Linked DNA regions of Mus musculus: all the other regions are linked to region 4. A link is a contact called in public promoter capture Hi-C data. All regions are on one chromosome and are shown on one strand. Each heading gives the region's core, a stretch centred on a gene start, on an enhancer-like site or on the middle of the called end of the contact. The rest is flanking DNA. Distances are from core to core; before and after follow the strand shown.

Region 1 (3,314 bases), core at 560-3,059, 2.9 Mb after region 4:
TCTGGAAAAGAAGCAAACACTACCACTGCACAGCAGTGGGCCAGCACAGTAGTGGCTATCTGTGTGGTGACGTGGAGCAACAGAGAAACCAGGTCAGGTTTGTTTCTTTCCAGAAACTTCCACCTCTTAAGTCAGTGTACCATTTTGGGTCTCAGCTTCAAGAATCGGAAGAAATCCATTGCTCTTTCCCCTCCTGGACTCCAGACTTAGTGCCAGTGTTACTCCCAATCTATCTGTCCCACTTCTGTTCTGACCTAAAACTGCCAGGTTCTCATGGAGAGTGAGAAAGGCCTTCAAAGGCCTTCCTCCTCCACCCAAGGGAAATGCCTCGTTTTCACTGCTGGAACAAAACCGGAGGAGCTGACTCAGGCACAGCAAACCGCTCCAAGGTTTAAGCATTTTTGTTTTTTTTTCTGGTTTTTCGAGACAGGGTTTTTCTGTAGAGCCCTGGATGTCTTGGAACTCACTTTGTAGACCAGGCTGGCCTCAAACTCAGAAATCCGCCTGCCTCTGCCTCCTGAGTGTTGGGATTAAAGGCGTGCGCCATCACACCCGGCTCGGTTTAAGCATTTCTAACAGTTCCCACCCCCTATCCATTATTAGTTGAGCTCCCAAATCACACAAGGATGAGCCTGTGAACCGACAAATTTGTTTACCCTTCTACTGTCCAGTCCCCTGCCTGTGACTGGACCAGAAAGACCAGTCTCAGGCGTGGCATCGCCAGTGCCTGGCAGAGTAGTAAAACAGGCAGTACTCACTGGGCTCAAAACTGCCAAGACCTCCACACCAATCTCAAAATGCCTCGCTGCCACCTACTGATCATTTAAATAAGACTGACAAACACTGAGCCCACCACTCCCGGAAGAGTTGTGATAGATGCATGTGAACTGCAGGATGCTATGGACACCTGGGCGTTGAAACTAATGGTCGGTCCACTCTTCCTTTCCAGATGCTGTCAGGGAGATGGGTTTAAGAGACTATGGCAACCAGGCATGACAACGCACATATTTAATCTCAGCTCGCAGGAGGCAATGGATCTCGGAGTTCGAGGCCTGATCTACAGAGAGTTTCAGAACAGCTAGGGCTACACAGAGAATCTGTCGCGAAAACCAAACCAAACCAAACAAAATCCCAGAGAGCGAGCGAGAGAGCTAGACAGACAGACACTATGGCAGGCAGCCACCATGGCCTGAGGGATGGTAATCGGGTCACCTGGTCAATGGGTCACAGGCCGTGGCGGGGATGCGGGTCCCAGAAGGCTGCAGGGTCTGGATCACTGCCCCAGATCCAGGATTCCTTTAACTTTGAGATACCTTCCTGCAGGTAGTGGGGCTGGGGTGACAGCCTCCATGAGTATTCATAGGCCCTAAGGAGCCTTCACGTGCAAAGGGCCGGCCAGCACCTAACCGCCTGCCCACAGGTCTAGCTTGCGGTGGTGTGTTCCCGACTCTGCGAATCTATCCGCAGCGTCCCAAGCCTTTTGCGTTACCTCTTGCGTCAGATCGGTGGCGGCGAGGGTGCCACCTCCCTAGGGCTGGCGAAGAAGGCGGGGCGGAGCTGTCGGTTGCTAAGGGAAACAGGACGAGCGGCAGGCGGAAGCCACATCTACGAGACGAGACGACGGCCGGAAGTCCCGCCCCAACATGGCCGCGCCCAGAGGTCTCAGGGGAAGCCAGCCAAGTACTGCGTCATGTGACGCGAGCCCTCGCCCCACCCGTCTGCAGCCACTCCCTGTCTCCGGACCCAGAGCTCGAGAGGGCCACGTGACCCTCCCGGGGCCAGTCACGTGAGGCGCGGATCCTGGGTGGGAGGGGGGTTGGCCTAGGTGGTCCGGAGCGGCAGCAAAGGAGGAAGATGGCGGGGTGCAGGGGGTCCGTGTGCTGCTGCTGCCGGTGGTGTTGCTGCTGCGGTGAACGGGAGAGCCGCACCCCCGAGGAGCTGGTGAGCGGCTGCCTGGCTGGGGAAGGGGTGGCTACGGAGGGATGACAGGATGACAAGAGGCGTTGCCGGGGGTGGGGCCGCGCCGGACCGCGCCTGCAGGTGGCAGCGGGTGGGGCCCGGAGACCGCTGCCTGGGCTCGGGAAGCATCCAGCTTACCTCCGCGTGCCCCAGCCAGAGTTCTGTTCTATAACCTCTCTCTGGACTCCGAGGGAGGGCCTCGGCCAGCTTGAATTAATGCCGTCCATATTCTCTTTGAGTTTTGAACGAAGCAAGCATTGTAGAATGAGCCCTTGCGCGGGACGTGACGCCCATGCCGTTGGTGTAGTTTCTCTGGCCTGTTCTTATTCTCTACCCTTCACTCTTTCTGGGTCACTGGTGATCCAGCTTCCCCGTGCAAAGCAAGCTGGGAAAACTTGAGTTGTGTTCTCAGAATTGATTCATTCCCCCCGATTCCGTAGTCAGTCTATTGTCAAATGAAACACGAATTTTCTCCTCCAACGAAGCTGCCATCAGACATCTTTCAGGTGTCCTGAAGGTGAGCATTACGATTTAAAGAATTCGCCGATCAATAGAAATGTAGAGCTCATGGTTTTGAAACATTGTTCCTCTTTGAAGATGGCTCTAGCTAATTTCGATTTTAATAATACTACCCTCCTTGTACCCTTAACCCATTAAAAGATCTCCATTCTGTGAATCTGTTTTTCTAGACCATCCTTGGGGAGACACAGGAAGAAGAGGATGAGATTCTTCCAAGGAAAGACTATGAGGTGAGGTGTTCCAGATGCTGTCCTGGGTAACTGGTGTAGTGAGAGGACTGAGTGCTTCAGGCCTCCAACCAGAGATGCTCTTTGACCCTCTGCCTCAGGGAATGGGGGAGATGACTGCCTAGCAAGTCCTTAACCTGGTCCCACAGTCTGGTGGTGATGCATTCCAGTTCTGCCTGGATATAGAGCGTGTTTGCCATTAAACCTTCCAGGGACCCAGGGTCGAAGCTCTTCCCTGTGAGTGCTCAAAACAGTCTCTCTCGTGAGCTGTGAGGAGACCTTGCCTCTCTCTCTTCTGCCCTATTCTGGATTATAGTTTCCAGTTTCAGATATGAAACTTTGAAGAGTGTGGGGCCACATGTTGTGGTTCCTTTTAGTTTGCCACTGGACTTGGGAGGCTGAGATGGGAAGAGCTCTTCTGGAGACTCACAAAGGCTGCTCCATCAATCCTATCCCAACCTCTTATTTTTTGAAAAAGATTTATTTATTTAATTAATGTATATGAGTATACTGTAGCTGTCTTCGGACACGGATTCCTATTACAGATGGTCATAAGCCACCATGTGGTTGCTGGGAGTTGAACTCAGGACCTCTGCAAGAGCAGTCAGT
Region 2 (3,599 bases), core at 1,063-3,562, 2.5 Mb after region 4:
ACCTAAATCCTTTGTCTTGTCACTTTTGGTTAAGGTAATTAAGGAAATAAGGTGTTCCTCTAAGTTGGCTGTTCTTCACTATGTCTAACTTTTATTTTTTATTTTTAAGACAGTGCCTTGCTGTACATCCCTGGATGGCCTAAAACTTGCTATGTAGAGTTCCAGGTGAGACTGGCTTTCAAGGGAATGAAACGGGTGCAGCAAAGAAACCAAAATAGCTGCTCCATAGGTGAAAAAAGAAAAAGTTTATTTCCAACTGCCAAGGCTGTCTCGGGAAAGCAGAGAGAAGCTATGGGGGTGGGGCGGGCTGGGTCGGGCTGGGTCGATGGATGGTCTCTATGATCTGGATGGATGCTATCTGTGATGGGGAAGAATGGACCTCCAGGGTTACATGGGACTGTGTACCTGGGGGAAAAGGAGCCCTTGAGCTGCCATGGAGACTCTTGAGTAGGGTCTGAGGGAGTCTAGAGGCTAACTTCTCACCTTAGTCATATGTTAATGGAAGCCCTCAGATTTATAAGAATGACCCCTTTTAGCAATTAGGAACTATGTCTTCAAGCTCCTGGAGGAATGCTGGGTTTTGTCTAAATGCCAGACAAAAGACATAAAAGGAATTTCTTAGGGCCTCCTATTTGTGACCTGTCTCTGACTCCCACCCCCCACCATGCCCCTTCTTCCACTGCTGGGATTACCAAGTGTTCACCTCCTTGCCCAGCCTCAACTTGTTTTTTCACTGTTTGTTTTGTTTCCGGTGTTTTGAGATAGGGCCTCACTATGTAAACTGGACAGTCCCTCAACTGTCCTGGAACTCACTATGTAAACCAGACTGGCCTTGAACTGACCGATCCTCTTGCCTCTGGAGTGTTAGACTAAAAGGCATGTGCCACCTTGCCTGGCCTAACATCTGTGTGGGTTTTTTGTGGTTTTTAATTTTTCCTGATCATTTATTTTTTAAAATTCACTTTACATCCCCATCGCAGCATCCCCTCCCTCCAACATTTCAACTCTCGTTGAGTACCAGCTGTTCTTTCACAGGACTCAGGGGCAGTTCCCACGTTAGGATGTTCACAAAAGCCTGCAGGGTGTAGGGTTGGGATGTAGCTCAGATAGTAGATTATCTGCCTAGCATGTGGAATCCCCAGCACCCCATAAAACCAAGTGTGGGTGAATGCTTGTAATTCCAGCACTCAGGGAGTTGGAGGAGATTCAAGGTTGGATCAAAATTTCAAGGTCATTATGGGCTACATTGCCAATTTCTAGCCAGCCTGAGCTATATAGGCCCCTGCCATTTTATTATTGGATTTTTTATGAATAGGTGTTTTGCCTGTATATATGTATATCTAGTGTGATCTTCTTGCATGTATGCATGCCTGGTGCCTTTAAAGGCCAGAATAGGGGGTCAGATCCCCTGGAACTGGAGATACAAGCAGTTGTGAGCTCTTGGGGGTGCTAGGAATCAAACCCTGTTCTTTGGAAGGGCAGCTAATGCTCTTAACCGCTGAGCCATCAGTCCTGGCCCTGTCTCCAGAAACAAAGCAAAAAACCATGTAGGTCTTTACATCTTAGTACACAGAAAGCTTCCTACTTCTTTTTCTTCCAGCTATACATACATGTTCCATCACATAGTACCGCATTTTCTTTTCCAAGCTCTTGGCTTATGAACACTTCTCTTTTCTTCTTTCGGTCTCTCCTCTCTTCCCTTCCATTTCCTTTCCTTTCTCCTTCCCTTCCCTCTTCTCCATCTCCTTTTTGCAGGGTGGTGGTGGCACACACCTTTAATCTTACTCAGCTCCTGGGAGGCAGAGGCAGGTAAATCTGAGTTCGTGGCCAGCCTGGTCTACAGCGTGAGTTCCAGGACAGCCAGGGCTACATACACTGAGAAACTTTGTCTTGAAAACCGAAAACCAAACAAAAAGATAATCTCACGAAGCTTGAGTTGGCTTCAAACTCACTATATAATAAGGGATGTCCTTGAATTCTCTTCCTGTCGTCGTCTCCCAAGTTCTAGGGCCATAAGGATGCACCACCAGCCCAGCAATGCGCACAATACTTTCAACGTAGGATGTATTGGGGTAACCACAAATGAGTCTTATTTCTTATTTCAGTAAGTGAACCTGCCCAGTATAACGCAAAGCGACACGCCCTGAAATCCCAGGAGGGCTAAACAGCTGCTTCTTTCCAGTGACTTGCTTTTAGCTAATTTGTTGAACCTGGGCTCTGGCCTTTGACCACACCCCTCTCCGACCACGCCCCTCGCCGGCCTTCACCGGGCCCTGCCCGCCCCAGGTCCGAGTTTCCGGGCCGGCCTCCTGAGGCCGACGCACAAGATGGCGGCGCCGTCCGCCCGATAGGGGTTGCGGGCTGAGGCGGGTTATTGAGTTGTGGCACGGGGGAAGCGACCCCAGACAGGCTTCGCTCAGGTGACAGGTGGGCGGGCAGCGCCGCTGGCCCCGTGGCGGTGCATGGCCTGGTTGCTGTCTTCAGTTTTCCCCGCCTCCCAAACCCTGACCGGGGGCGGAACCAGAGAAAGGTCAGGCCAGGCTGTCCCGCCTGTCTCCGTCCTGGGGCGGTCCCCTTGAGTGGCTCACTTTTAGAATTGACTTTAGCCACGTGTAGCTTCCATGGCTGCGGTACAGGCCCCGGGGGAGAAGATTAATATCCTGGCAGGAGAGACAGCCAAGGTCGGGGACCCGCAGAAGAACGAATGGCCCGAGCAGGACAGGCTTCCCGAACGATCCTGGAGGCACAAGTGCGCCTCCTACGTGTTGGCCCTGAGGCCCTGGAGCTTCAGTGCCTCACTCACCCCTGTGGCCCTGGGCAGTGCCTTGGCCTACAGGTCTCAGGGTGTCCTGGATCCCAGGCTGTTGTTGGGTTGTGCAGTGGCTGTCCTGGCTGTACACGGGGCCGGCAATTTGGTCAACACATACTATGACTTTTCCAAGGGCATTGACCACAAAAAGAGTGATGACAGAACTTTGGTGGACAGAATTCTGGAGCCCCAGGATGTTGTTCGATTTGGAGTCTTCCTCTACACCTTGGGCTGCGTCTGTGCTGCTTGCCTCTACTACCTGTCCGCTCTGAAATTGGAACACTTGGCTCTCATCTACTTCGGAGGCCTGTCTGGCTCCTTTCTCTACACAGGAGGTAAGAATTGGCCTGTTTCCTGCTCTAAGGTCCCAGTTGCCTAAACTGGAAACTGCTACCTTCCATAGGAATGGTAGACGTGTCAAAGACGCCTTACTAAAGTAGGCCACTTGACTGGAAATCCAAAATGTGTGTATCGTGGATACTTTGAAACCTTAAGTTGTGAAAATACTGGTTTGGCAGTGGATTATGAACACTGCTCCCCCGATGGAGACATGGCTTAGCCTTTAAGATCTCTTACTGTGGGCTGGAGACCCCCCTACAGTTGGCTTAGTGGTTAAGAGCACAGGCTGCTCTTCCACAGGTCCTGAGTTCAATTCCCAGCAACCACATGGTGGCTCACAGCCATCTGTAATGGGATCTGATTCCCTCTTCTGGCATGCAGGCTTACAGTGCAAACAGAGCATTCATGTACATAAAATACAGAAATAAATAAATGTTCATACTTACCTGGC
Region 3 (3,271 bases), core at 410-2,909, 2.3 Mb after region 4:
GACGTGAACACAGAAAATAAATAAAAAATGCAAGCTGGGCGTGGTGGCGCACGCCTTTAATCCCAGCACTCGGGAGGCAGAGACAGGCGGATTTCTGAGTTTGAAGCCAGCCTGGTCTACAAAGTGAGTTCCACGACAGCCAGGGCTACACAGAGAAACCTTTTCTCGAAAAACCAAAAAAAAAAAAAAAAAAAAAAAAAAAAATCAAAAAAAAAAAATGCAATCATCCTTTTAAACTACTGTTAAAGTTCTTGACTTTTCCAGGCATGGTAGCACAGGTCTGTAATCCCGGACAGTCAGGAGGCCAGGCCCAGGCTCTGCTGTATGAAACCTTGTCTTAGGAGACAAACAAAAAACCATTTTGGTGACTCACACCTGTAATCCCAACACTGAAGGCGCAGATTCAGGAAAGGCATAGCAAATCTGAGGCCAGCCTGGTCTACACAGTAAGTTCTAAGCCAGCCAAAGACTACGCAGAAATCCTGTTTTGTTTGTTTGTTTGTTAAGTTCAAAACCAAAAAGTAAATAATGCTGGGTGGAAGGACTCATGCCTATAATCCCAGCACTCAGATGGTTGAGGCAGGAGGACAGGCCAGGAGTTCCTGGCCAGCCTGGGCTCTAATGGAAGTTAGGGGCTAGACATTAACATCTGTTCTTCCAATGCCATCTTCTTACAAGGTAGCTGTGAGGAGGAAATGAATTCATTTATAAACTTAAAGTGGGAAGGCTTGGCCTGATGGTGATCTGCAATCCTACCCCATTCCTCCCAGAAGGGAGGCAGAGGCAGGAGGAACCCAGCAAGCTCAAGGCCAGCCTGTTCTGTACAGCAAGACCCAGTTTCAGTAAATAAAGCAACTGTGTAAAACCTTTGTGCCTAAGCTTTGAATCTGATACACCAAGAAATTCCAACCCTGAGTAAAGAGTCTACATCTGCTGCTTGGTGGTAGAGCTAGCCTTCAGCCTTTTTAAAGTTATACTAGGACTCGTCAACTGGAACCGAAATACTGAAACATCCAAGTAGTTTTTTGCTGTAGGATTCAGACCCTAGTGGGGCCTCTTTCTCATGGTGACTTCATGCAAGGTACTCAACTCTGTGCCTCAGTTTCTTCACTTATTGAAAGAGGAGAGAGTATCACGACTATCGTGTAGACTGCTAGGGCAGCATCCACACTTGGCAGCCTTGATGAGTTAAAGGACAGCCTGGGCTACACAGTGACTTTGAGATCCCTGTCTCTAAAACAGTATCTGATGGCTAAGCCCAAGGTCAATGGGAAGACACTTGCCTGCCATTCACAAGATTCTGGTTTGTTTTTCTCCCCCTAGAGCCAGAGAGTGCTAAAAGGTACTTGATACAAAATAGTACTTAGAACAGGGACCATTTTGCAGATCAAAGTTAATGTTTCCACGTTGGAAATTAACGAGCAAAGGCAGAAGACATTTAAGAGTCGCCTTTAGACTAGGAACCCAGGGTTCCCAGGGATTCCCCCCCAAGCCCTTACGCGTTCAGTCGCAGGCTCCGCCCCCTTTCCCTCCTAGCCCCGCCCCTGCCGCCCCAGTCCCGGCCTGCGCTAGTCTCGCGCATTCTCGGCGCGCGCGAGCTCCTCGACTAGGGCCGGCCGTTGGTCAGGCGAAGCCATCTACCGCGTTACGTAGGGGGACTCGGAAGGCCGAGTGGCCGTTCTGTCCTTCATCTGTCAGTTTTTCAGACCCAGCTGTTTTCATTGTTGCGTTTCTTTACTTTTTTCTATACGCCGAAGAGCCTGCTAGCATCCGAGCCTCTGGGAGGAGAGAGCGCCTGTGGCTTCCCTCGGAGAGCGCCCCTCCTGCAGGGAAGCCAGTGGGAGAGGCCGAAGGCGGGCGAGGGCGGGAGGCGGCCCTAGCGCCATTTTGTGGGCACGGAGCGGTAGCGCGGCTGTTGTCGGATTCCTTCCCGTCTGTGCTTCCTCCTTGTGCTTCCTAGCAGTGGCCTAGCGGGTAGGTTGGTCGCCAAGGCCGGCCTGCGTGCCTCGAGTGTTGCTTCGGAGAGGCCCGGTGCGGCCTGCGCCGCGGGGAGGGAGCGGTAGAGCGGGGCCTGGTTGGCCTCGCGCAGCCGCGTCGTTAAGGCCTAAGCGCGGGCAGTAGCCGGAGCGGGACGCCGGGCCTCTGCTTGGCTGTGAAGCCACGGGCGGAAGTGTGTGGCCGCCCCGGGTTTCCAGGCGTCCTAGTCCCTGTAGATTGTCGCTTTTGAGAATAACTGTTGTCACCATGGGACTTGGACCTCCGCGGGCCCCACCCTGGGCCCAGTTGAAAGGGGGGGAAAATCATCAACGTTGTCTGTCGCGCACGGCCTTCTGGGAAGCGGCGGCCTACCTCCCGGAGTAGCCGTCGTTGCTCCCTCGACGCCTAACTTTAGCCAGACCTTTCCGAGGATGAGCACCAGAACTGCTAGATAACTGTTCTGATGTCGGTGTTCGTGCTCCACCAGCACAGGGAGGGTTCCTCAGATCCCAATGCTTGGCTGGTTTTTTCCACGTTAAAGCACGTGCTAAACCCGATTCAGGTCCAGGCTATAGAAGAAACTTAATTCAGAATGGTTACGAAATACGGTAGCCTGTAATCTGTGCGCTCCAGGTAAGAAATGACGAGTGCAAGAAAAAAAATCGGGGCAGATACTTAGTTCTTTAACACCTTGTTTTTGTCTGGCTTTGTAGCCAACGGGCCACATGGTAACACTGTTGCCATTTTAGCACCGGAAGCTTATAGTGTGCGCTGAGAAAATAGAACTGGCGGGCAGAGCGCCACATGAACACCGGTTTTCCCTGTGGCTGCCCCGGAACTCAGTAGACTAGGCCAGCCTCGAACTCAAAAAGATCTGCCTGCCTCAAGAGTGCTGAGATTAAAGGCGTGGGTTATCGTGCTCGACAAAAATCACATTTTTTTTTAAAGATTTATTTTATTAATATATGTAAGTACACTGTAGCTGTCTTCAGACACTCCAGAAGAGGGAGTCAGATCTTGTTGCGGATGGTTGTGAGCCACCATGTGGTTGCTGGGATTTGAACTCTGGACCTTCTGAAGAGCAGTCGGGTGCTCTTACCCACTGAGCCATCTCAACAGCCCCCAAAATCACATTTTTATTTTAGAAAATACCTTTTCTCTATTTTTTTTTCAGGGATGGCAAAAGAAACATTTTAGGTAGCAGGAATCTTTTCAGGAAGTGGGAATAAAGTGGTGTGATAATAGCCAATTATGAAAAGATAACTCCTCTGATTTTCTTGCTCATTTCTTTTTC
Region 4 (3,492 bases), core at 330-2,829:
GGCCTGTGTTCCCCTGGAGGCAGGTTTCACTCCTTACTTAAGTACTTGGGGTTGCAGGCATGAGCCACCAAGCCCAACACCCTCTGTGGATCTTGAAGCTCACATCTGACAAGCTGTCCTGGTCTTCTTTCTGTCACTCCAGCTTTCCGTACCTTCAAAGCTGAAGGGGCTGGCTCTGTCTTTTCCCTTTGCACATAGTGAAGAACCAGTCCATTCCACAACTCCTAAAGCAGTTGCCCAAGTTTTATTGTATATATACATGACTTAGCAATTTTTAAGAATTAAACTACTCCTACTGTAAGAATTTCCAGTTTGAAGCTGGGCGTGGTGGCACACGCCTTTAATCCCAGCATTCGGGAGGCAGAGGCAGGCGGATTTCTGAGTTCGAGGCCAGCCTGGTCTACAAAGTGAGTTCCAGGACAGCCAGGGCTACACAGAGAAACCCTGTCTCGAAAAACCAAAAAAAAAAAAAAAAAAAAAAAAAGAATTTCCAGTTTATAAGATTTCCAATATGAACCTATGATGGAGGTCAGCCAATGTATGTGAGGTATTCAATCTCCATATAGGAAGGAAAGCAAGTTTATATCCTGTCGGGGGTTTGTATAAAAAGTACTGAGACTTGCCAAACGAGCTGGCTTTCTCTGAGGTGGGTACAGATAGGACCAGGTGAGGGTGGGTCTCCCTCCTGTAAGCTGAAAGATAACTATTAAAAACTCAGGAGAGAGCCGGTGGGAGGGCTCGACAGGTAAGGGTGCTTGCCACACACCGGAGGATTTGAGTTCCATCCGAGACCTTGTAGTAAAGAAAGAACACACTAAGGCGAGTGGTCTTCTGTGAGTTTCCACGTGCACCCTTTGGCACAGGTTGAGATGCACACACAGTAACTGTCAACCCAGAAGTGTAAAAAGCTGAAATAAAATGAGATAATTAAATAATTTATCTTATCGTAGATGATAGCATTGCTCCAACCCGAGGGTGCAGTAGGACATTTTATTATTTGTGTGCATATGAGTGCAGTGCCCGTGGAGGTCAGAAGATGGCATTAGATCCTCAGGATCCGGAGTTAGGCAGTGGTGAGTCTCCCCAAATGGATGCTGGGAACCGAACCTGGGTCCTTTGCAAAACCAGCAAGAGCTCTTAAAGCTTGACACCGTCCTGTGACCCAGGGGACAGGGTGACCAGGCCTAGCTGGGAGGGACAGGCCTGGGATGACGTGGAACGAAGACTAGCAGGCCAGGGGCAAATAGAGGGGATGTCACAGTAAGGGGCAAGAAAGGCAAACGGTCCACAAAAACCGTAATGTAAGACGGCTTCCAAAAATGACTGAACTTCAGCCTGTGAATTCGCATGTGCTAGGATTACAAGTGTGGGGTTCAGGCTGTAGCCCAGCCAGGCCTCAAACTCGGAACCACTATCAACTTAAACGTCGAAGAGGCAGAGAGGGGCAATTGCGCAGGCGCCCGCAGGGTGGGCGGTACCGTTGTCTGGGGGCGAGATGGTACAAGCGCTGCGCAGCCGCAGTAGCCTCTATTCGCTCCTCCCCCCACCCCCACCCCGGGGCCTGGGCTCAGCCGGACATGACGCAGGCCGAGGCGGAAGCGAGGGGTTGTGCGCAGCCTCAGTGCGGGTGGCGCGCATGCGTGCTGGGTACACGTCGGGTGCGAGGTTCCTGCGGACTAGCGGTGGCTTCGCGTGGGTGGAGGAGGCGCGGCTGCAGGTCAGCGCCCTGGGGCTAGAGGCCGGGCTGTGATCCGCCCGCTGCCCCGGAGGGTCCCGGCTGGGCGGGCTGGGGGCAGCGGCCGCAGTGCATGCCGGGCCAGGCTCTGCACAGCATCCTCCGGGTTGGAGCGAGCGCAGTTACTGGAAGGCTTGACCAAAGTTGTGATGCGTGGGGAGCGTGCAGGGAAAGCACGCGGAAAGTGCCTCCGAGTGGCGGCTAGCTGTTCCCGGCCGCAGCAGGGCTGACCTCCTAAAGAGATAGTCCATCTTTATTAATCATTAGCAGTGTGGTCAGAGATTTAGCACCTTTGGACTCCCCCAACCCGGTCCTGACATTTTAGCAGTTTATTGGAACATCAACAACAAGAACAAAACCTTCGAAATTTACAAGTTGGTTTTTTACCAGTGAAATTGTGGATTTGGGGTTTTTTGTTTTGCTTTGCTTTTTTGTTTTGGTTTGGGTTTTTTGAGACAGGGTTTCTCTGTAACCCTGGCTATCATGGAACTCACGCTGTAGACCAGGCTGGCCTCGAACTCACAGATAGATACTCCTGTCTCTGTCTCTTCCTCCCAAGCGCTGAGACTAAAGGTGTGCGCTCGACTCGCTCCCCCTCCCCTCCCCTTCTCTCTTTCTCTTATTTCTCTTATTCTTTTCCTTCCCTCCCTCCCTCCTTCAGAGTATTTTAAGAAAACCAGCCTCTCCACAGTGTGACTGATATGCAGGGCCCGTTATGTGACCTGTCTTCGTTAGAGATTGGTCCTAAGAAAGCACAGTAAGGGAAAATGCAAAGAATACTAGCACACATTGGCAATCCCACATTTATTATTTTTTTTAAAGGATTTAGATTTTGGTTGGTTGGTGTTTGTTTGTTTGTTTGTTTGTTTTTCGAGACAGGATTTCTCTGTATAGCCCTGGCTGTCCTGGAACTCACTTTGTAGACCAGGCTGGCCTCGAACTCAGAACTCCACCTGCCTCTGCCTCCCGAGTGCTGGGATTAAAGGCATGCAAGGATTTAATTTTGATGTATCAGCATTCTGCTTGCATATATGTATGTGCAGAGGCCAGAAGAGGGCGCTGTATCCCCTGGACCTGGAGATGCAGACAATTGGGAGCAGCCCTGTGGGTGCTGGGAACTAAACCTTGATCCAGTGCTCTTAGCCACAGACTACCCACCCCAGCCACCCTGTTTTCATCCCGGGATTAGAGTGCTGAAACTCTGCCATGTGAACCAGTTTTAATCTAAGCTGCTTGCTTCCATGGATCCCAACCTGTCACACAGAAGTTATTTACTCTGCGTGAACAGATGGTTGTTACAGAGGCAACATTTTGAACACTTTTTTTTCCTGTTTTTTTAAGTCTTTAAGAAATAGAAATGGCTTCCAAAAGAGCTCTGGTCATCCTGGCCAAAGGAGCAGAGGAGATGGAGACAGTGATTCCTGTGGATGTCATGCGGCGAGCCGGGGTGAGTTCCCCTCATGGGCTAGCTCTCCCTGTTTTAAAAACGAGGGGACTCCAAGTCACTTTTATTTGTTTAATGTTGTGTGTGAGCTGCATCCCGTGGTGCAGATGTGGCGGTCAGGGGCTGTGCGCTGTCTTCCGTGTTAGCCTGGGCTCCCCACTCTGTGTTTATGTGACACGGTGAGCATGGGATGCACTCAGGTTTGCCAGGCTCACCCTGAGCATTTCCTCACTCAGACCTGGCAGCAGCATGGTCAGCTCTCTGCCTCTTTTCACAAACCCCAGGCAGAGACGCTCAGCAGCGCTGATTTCCA

What was found. Promoter capture Hi-C pulls out the DNA fragments that hold promoters and counts their contacts.
Region 1: a contact with region 4 is called in a promoter capture Hi-C map of pre-B cells, with 2.2 times the contacts expected there. The contact joins the promoter of Clcn6 here to the promoter of Park7 in region 4. A contact is called at or near these places in 2 of 39 promoter capture datasets (erythroid cells and pre-B cells).
Region 2: a promoter capture Hi-C map of pre-B cells shows a contact between it and region 4, with 4 times the contacts expected there. The contact joins the promoter of Ubiad1 here to the promoter of Park7 in region 4. A contact is called at or near these places in 7 of 39 promoter capture datasets (the C10 cell line, erythroid cells, fetal liver and 3 more), 1 of 484 Hi-C or Micro-C datasets (B cells) and 1 of 9 other capture datasets (liver).
Region 3: a promoter capture Hi-C map of pre-B cells shows a contact between it and region 4, with 3 times the contacts expected there. The contact joins the promoter of Tardbp here to the promoter of Park7 in region 4. A contact is called at or near these places in 1 of 39 promoter capture datasets (pre-B cells) and 1 of 9 other capture datasets (liver).

Annotation. Positions count from the first base shown.
Region 1 is chr4:148,037,308-148,040,621 of GRCm38.p6, reverse strand. It overlaps Clcn6 (chloride channel, voltage-sensitive 6), which reads left to right and starts at 1,809. Exons shown (of 23, transcript NM_011929.3): 1 at 1,809-1,941; 2 at 2,649-2,708. The coding sequence starts at 1,855. It overlaps Mthfr (methylenetetrahydrofolate reductase), which reads right to left and starts at 1,545. Exons shown (of 12, transcript NM_010840.3): 1 at 1,490-1,545. RefSeq lists promoters at 1-1,204, 1,457-1,646, 1,457-2,095.
Region 2 is chr4:148,443,473-148,447,071 of GRCm38.p6, reverse strand. It overlaps Ubiad1 (UbiA prenyltransferase domain containing 1), which reads left to right and starts at 2,312. Exons shown (of 2, transcript NM_027873.3): 1 at 2,312-3,144. The coding sequence starts at 2,622. It also overlaps the pseudogene Gm23303.
Region 3 is chr4:148,625,384-148,628,654 of GRCm38.p6, reverse strand. Tardbp (TAR DNA binding protein) reads left to right here and starts at 1,659. Exons shown (of 6, transcript NM_145556.4): 1 at 1,659-1,974.
Region 4 is chr4:150,908,008-150,911,499 of GRCm38.p6, reverse strand. It overlaps Park7 (Parkinson disease (autosomal recessive, early onset) 7), which reads left to right and starts at 1,579. Exons shown (of 7, transcript NM_020569.3): 1 at 1,579-1,717; 2 at 3,077-3,182. The coding sequence starts at 3,093.